2 separate regions of the Zea mays genome follow, and region 2 is linked to region 1. Evidence: chromatin contacts called from public Hi-C data. All regions are on one chromosome and are shown on one strand. Each heading gives the region's core, a stretch centred on a gene start, on an enhancer-like site or on the middle of the called end of the contact. The rest is flanking DNA. Distances are from core to core; before and after follow the strand shown.

Region 1 (3,266 bases), core at 496-2,995:
AGAAGAAGCTCACAGGCCAACCACCACGGGTCGACCGATGAACGGCGCGCGCCCAGGATTAGGATACTGTACTCTGCTCCAATCTAGCAGTAGCATCGATGTAGCGGTTGTAATAACCACGACGTCCATTGTTGGGGGGGGGGGGGGGGGAGGAGGCTGAACTGAACTGATGAAAATGCACGCGGCCCCGGCGGTCGTCGGGACGGGAGGACGCCGCCGCCCAGCCTCGCGTATACTATTTGGGACTGGACTGGAGTACCAGGGACCGAGCAAGCGGGAGCTGAGCTGATGTGCCTTGACTGGATCACGTCTTGACGAAGCCGTGTCGGTTCGATCGATTCGGTACACGATGGAATGCGTCGTCGCCACGTGCGAAGCACATGCCCGCCCGCACAGTCATATAAGTATGGAGGGGAGAGAATAGAGGATAACACTTGCATCCGAGAGAGCACTCGCATCCGATCATTTTTGTGGAGCAGAAGCATTACAATATTTATGATAAATTTCATATATAGACTCCAGAAGACACTACACTCTTTTTTAAAAAACCAAACATTTAGAAAATAAAATTGAGTCGCTCTGTTCTACTCTGCTTATTAACGAAACACATCCTTAGTTTCGAGCTGGTCCAGAGCGCGTGCAACCCCAATCCTTTGCCGCGTTGCTCCAAGCCGCAAAGTTAGCTACGGCGCGTGTTGCACTGCACGAGACGCGCGCGCGCGCACACACGCAAACTGGGTTGCGATATACATACAATACTAGAGTAATTGCGTGGCCTACGAGTCTACGACTCGCGACCTAATCTCCAACAGCAAGCGGCTGCAGGGGCCCGGGCCGGCGGAATCCAGCGCCAATAATTCGCTATGGCTATAGATCGTGTCACCGCCTTACTGATGATCTAGCGCGCGGTGTCCCCTGTGACTGTGTAAGGCAGGCGGGGCAGCCGGCCGGCCGGCAGCACCACTGGCTCTACCGAGAAATCCCCACACTGTGTGAGCAGTGCCCTGAGGCCTGAGAGGGCTTCCTTGTACAGCTACAGTGCCTGTGTGGTGTGGCAGCATGCATGGTTTGGTTTGGGATCGTTCTTCGAAAGCTCCGTGGAACCGAGTCCGAGTGGTGAGTGGTGAGTGGTGACAGGAGACGGTGAGAGGCCGAGAAGGGTCACACTTTGGGAGTAGGCGTATACATCACCTTTCAGCGGCCCTGTCCCGAACATGGAAACAGGCAATAACGTCCCCATCTAACATGTACCATCGAAATCCCAATCCTGTGTGGTAACATCTCTCGCAACACTTTACCCTGCAAAGATGCCTCCCCTCCTCAATTGGCAAAACGGTAAAAATATCAGATGGCCATCAAAGACCCCCCTTCTTTTTTACCGCAGTGGCAAGAACCAAAGGGCAAAGGATAGCTCTCTCCTAGTCCTGGCCAGGCTACTACCACCGATACCATCCACCATGTTTTACCGTCTCTCCCTCCTCTGCACCGCCCTCATCCAATTCTGCTGGTAGGGTGAAACGGAAACGCCCCTAAAATTTTCACCGCACTTACCTATTTTATCCTGCCGCCCCACTCCTCCAGCTACTACTAGTAGCTGTCTTTACTGCGCCTCCCCTCCTCTCGCCGTGCCTGCGCCTGCCTCCAAAAGAAAAACCAGCCTGGTTTCCCGAGCGCAGGCCGCAACCACCCCTCCCCACGGCCCCCGTAAGTAAAACCCAAGGCCACCACCATGCACCCACCGAGCACACATACACACTCACCAGCAGGCAGCAGCAGCTAGCCAAGCTATACCACTAGAACCAGAGCACAACTCAAAGCAATGCCGCCGCCTCCTCCTCCTCCGCCCCACTCCCACGCTTCCCATCCCGCGCCGCATGGACGCGAGCAGCACTAGCGCGGGGGCACACAGCACGGCGAGCGGGCGGGGGCGCGACGATGGACCTGGGCGGGTCGGTGGTGATGGACGCGGGCGCCTCGGAGCTGGGCCTGCTCGGCGGCGGATCTAGCAGGCTGCTCAAGCACGGGCGGGGGCCCAATGCGGCGGGGGGAGACGACGACGTGTGGGGCGGCGGCAGGGCCAAGCAGCCCAGGACAGGGACAGCGCCCGTCGTCGCCGGGGACGTGGCGGCTGCCACCAAGGCGGCGGCGGCGCCGTTCCTGCTGGGCTCGTGCAGTCCCGGCCACGGCGGGGAGCAGATGCTCAGCTTCTCGTCCGCCGCCGCCGCCGCCGCGGCCTCGTGCGCCTCCTCCACCGCTGCGGCTGATGGCGGCGGGGCCATGCCGCTGTACTACGGGACCCCGGCCTCTTGCTCAGGTGAGCGCGAGCACGGCGACGGCGTACCCGTGCTACTGCTTGTTGTGGCGGTGCCGCTTGCTGCTGCAAAGCTTACTTCTTTTTTTCCCGTTGCTTGTTGATTGGATTTTGGTGATTGAAAAGCTTGCTATCCACTTCTTCTCCAGTATTATTGCTTTTCGGTTCGATTCGATTCACCCTGCTTTCTCTCTTTGCTCTTGGTCTCGTAGCTACAGATTTATTTATTTTTACTTGGTTATGTCTACTGACTGACTACTGCTTATCCTTAAGCTGATCTGTGCCCTCTTCCGTTTCTTCTCCTCTTCTTCTTTCTTCTAGCTTCAGTTATTTAGTGCATCTACTCTAGATTCATGGGGTTTTCATGACCAGTGTTGACTCTTTTAACCTGCCAATGATCTTTGTATGGGGTTTTCCTCTCTCTTTTCGTCTTCTGGAGATTTAGATTAGTGACGACTGTAAAAGTTCTTCCACCTCTGGAAAAAAGAAATGGTTTTAAATAGTATTTTAAAAAAAGCTTTATTGAATCATCCGTGATATGTATCGACATAAGTTTGCACTTCTTTTTGCTGACATCCGCCAACGCTTTTCTTGTCCTCAACGGCGCCGCGATCGTGTGGATTCCTTTTTGTCACGCCGCCTGCTGATAATACGACTACTAGTTCTTATTAGAGGAAGAATGAAAAAGAATGGCGTGATCTACCTCGGACCTATACCTTCACCCCTTTCTCACTCAGAAACCTAAAAACCAAGAAACAGCTAAAAGAGCATGAATGCACGCAAGAAAGTCTCAAGAATACAATGGAGCCTCGCGATTCAAGTTCACTGTCGGGACCCAACAGTGTGGTCCTTGGTCGGCTTGCTATGGACATCACCTATAAATCTGTGCTGCTTATCAGGTTTCTGATCCTTGCATGCAGGCGCTCCGTTCCAGGTTTTTGTGTCTTTTTTTGCT
Region 2 (3,102 bases), core at 21-2,520, 300 kb after region 1:
CAATAAATCAAATAATGAATATGCTAACATTACACCAAAGCATATGAACAAACTGTGTAAGAATATTCTATGCATCGCTACGAGATCGTAGGTTCGAGAACCACAAAATTCGGAGTTAAAACACCAAAGTTATGAATTTTCTGAGTTTCTAAGTATTTCATTATTAATTTTACAATTAAAAACGTTTTCCAGATATTTTCCATAAATTTCCTAATTTATTTTATTTGTTTTTCTATGAAGAAGGACAACGAGTGCTAAATCCTAGGAACTCGAGGCTTTCTCTGCAAATTGTTAGGACTTAGATTCAATAATCTAATACTACACTGAACTGTGGATTATTCTAAAAATAGATCAGGGACTCTTTCGTAAGTGTATGCGGTCGAAGGGGTATAGGTATATCAGCGTCATTCGATCTGAATCGACAACATCGATTAAACGTTTCTCAGCTTGAACCGGTACGCGATGACCGCCCTAGGATCGAGGATGAACAACCACGATTTAATGAAGTGGGATTCGATCAGAACCACCCGATCTGATCCAGTGACCCGGATTGAAACGTGCGAAGGGTGATTCTACGTCTAATAACAGTCACATGTGCTCGGATCAACACTCCACACAGCTCCCACGCTTCGGGGCTGTGGTGCCCGATTCCCAAAGTCAACTAGGTGATAAATGATGCAGGTGCTAAGGCGAAATCGATATGGGTGCTCTTACCGAGGATTACATCGCGTCGTCCTCCGCCCATCGAGAAGTGCGTTCCGCAGTGGCGCTCCCGTCACCGGCGACGAATTGCCATGGCTCTGTGGTCCCGCACACTCCACTGCTTCCCCGAGCACGCACCATACACCTGACAGAACGCCTTCAGTCACATTGGGGATTCTGGATGGTGGCGGAGGCGAATGATGTCGACGACGGCTATCCTTCTCCCTTTCTCCCTCTCTGATCCTCACCGAAGGTGCTCTCCAATTGGGTCGTCGCGATGGTTCGATTTGATGGATGAGGAGGTGGTTCAGGGCTTATATATACACCCTGCGAGGCGAATCGGATAATAACCAGCCGATCACAACCGGCCGCGCGGATCCTGGGTTTGCTGTAATCGCCCAGCGATGGACTTCGATGAGGATGACGTACCTGGCGCGCTGGTCCCTCATGTAAGCGAAGCAAGGACGCGATCGTAGTCTCCCATCGCGTGTCGCTGGCTAAGTAGGCTCACGAGTCAAGCATGCACGATAGGAGAGGATTACGATCCAGCCCTAGCTATCGGTGCACGGGAGAGAGTGGTCGGCAGGGCTGAGGGACTAGCGGGTGGGGTCCACGCCCACCACCGGTAGCTGAGCTGGGTTGAATGGGCCACGCAGGAAGTTGGGTAGTTGGACCAAGAGAGGGAAATTCGGTCCAGAGGCACATTTCTTCCTTCTTTTTCTATTTTATTTTCTATTTTCAGATTTCATTATCTTATTTTTAACTCAAATTTGCTTTTGAATTTCAAACTTTTAAAATCTAATGCACGGACAATAATAAAACTCCAGCATGCATAGTCTTTTATTATTCTTTTAAGTCAATGCTTCAACTACGCAATGTACACAAAATTTATATTTAAAGAAAATATAGTCTAGTTAAAAGTGTGTTCAAAATTCAATAATTTATCACTTATTTGTGTTAAAGGTAAATAAAATCTTTAATAAGAGATCGTTTAACTTATTTCTTTTAAAGATTATGTTTAAATATATAATTTAACAAGGATACAAAGGATCTTTTCATTTGACTTTTTATTATAAAATATATTTATTTTAGGGGATACAACTTTAAGGGTAAGAAACGTTTCATTAAAAGGTATTCTAACTCCAAACCTTTGGAGAATTTTACCAAATTTCCAAGTTAAGTTTTTGAGGTGTTACAATGAGAAAAACAGTGGTGTCGTAGAAACATAAGTATCAATAGATGATGCTCAAATGGACAGCGATGTTTCACTGGCTACACCAATCTATTGATGGTGGACTCGCAGGCAAATGCCTGCCAGGCAACTCATCCTGGCCCCAGGCGTAGGAAATCCAACGCTTGGTGCCTGGGCCAGGCAACTTTTTGTGGCCACCATCCAAACAAGCCCTCAATTTCCTTTTCAACTTGTAGAATTTGTTTAAATATTGATTTTTTTTCTTTTTCAACTTTTCCTTTGCCTTTGCAGGGACCTAAAAACATTGATGATATGACCATTTGATACTTCCTCTAGAAGCCCAATTGTTGCTACATGGGAAGGCTATTTTGTTATTTTGGGGTGAACGTGGTTTACACTTGGTCACTTGCTAAAATTATTTGGTTAAACTGTGCAAATTGATGTCTGTGATATTGGCCGTTTACTGAGGTTATTTTGGTTGTTTGGAGCATGAACGCTATACAAAATATTTAAGGCCCTATTTGGATGCTTAGAATTGAATTTCATTCTAATAATCCTAATTTAGACACACATCAATTAAGAAAATACGGTTTTATACGGAATATATTTGTGTACTATTGTTAACCATATAGAGAAGATATGTATATGCTACATTTCTACTATAGGAGAGCGACCCTAAGAATGACATAACCTTACTTCAAAAAAAAAGAATGACATAACCTAGAGATACATAAATATATAAATCAATTTCCATCCCTCCACTCTATAATTTATGATAGTCTTATTTCACCGAATCTGGGCTTTATTTGGGCTATGATCTTCCTTTGGACTAACAACTGCTATACGTGGAGAAAGTTGAGAGGAGCAGCAGCCACTAGATGTGAATTGAGTGGCATCCGGAAGGCAAAAGTCACCCGTGACTTTTCTTCAGAAAGTCACGAAATCTGAACCGGAAGCCAATACCAGGAAGAACCTGAACTAGTTATTTGTAGTACGAACTATACTAGCTAAGTATAAAAGCTTCAAGAGATCGACACCGGTTCCTCGAAATCGCCTGTAGATTAGCCTCGCTGTTCTGTAGATGGGAACGAAGCCTCCAGAACCGTGTGGGGCTCGGGGTTGGGAGGACCAATGAGATTTTTTTTTCTAGAATCTGTTTGGGTAGCTCCCTTAACTTTGGGTTCATATAAAATAGTTTCATTTTACAA

The links. A called contact is a pair of places that touch in the nucleus more often than the background predicts.
Region 2: a Hi-C map of bundle sheath shows a contact between it and region 1, with 1.7 times the contacts expected there. The contact joins the enhancer-like site here to the promoter of LOC100285734 in region 1. A contact is called at or near these places in 2 of 25 Hi-C or Micro-C datasets (bundle sheath and leaf).

The regions. Positions count from the first base shown.
Region 1 is chr1:278,897,137-278,900,402 of Zm-B73-REFERENCE-NAM-5.0, forward strand. LOC100285734 reads left to right here and starts at 1,746. Exons shown (of 4, transcript NM_001158625.1): 1 at 1,746-2,314. The coding sequence starts at 1,936.
Region 2 is chr1:279,196,376-279,199,477 of Zm-B73-REFERENCE-NAM-5.0, forward strand. No RefSeq gene overlaps it. Among protein-coding and RNA genes, the nearest start is that of LOC103643958, 34 kb to the right of the region's middle. Within about 2 kb of position 1,271, at least 19 of the 20 cell types and tissues checked have an H3K27ac peak or open chromatin away from gene starts, as enhancers often do. A contact at or near this core is called in bundle sheath and leaf, where this site is marked.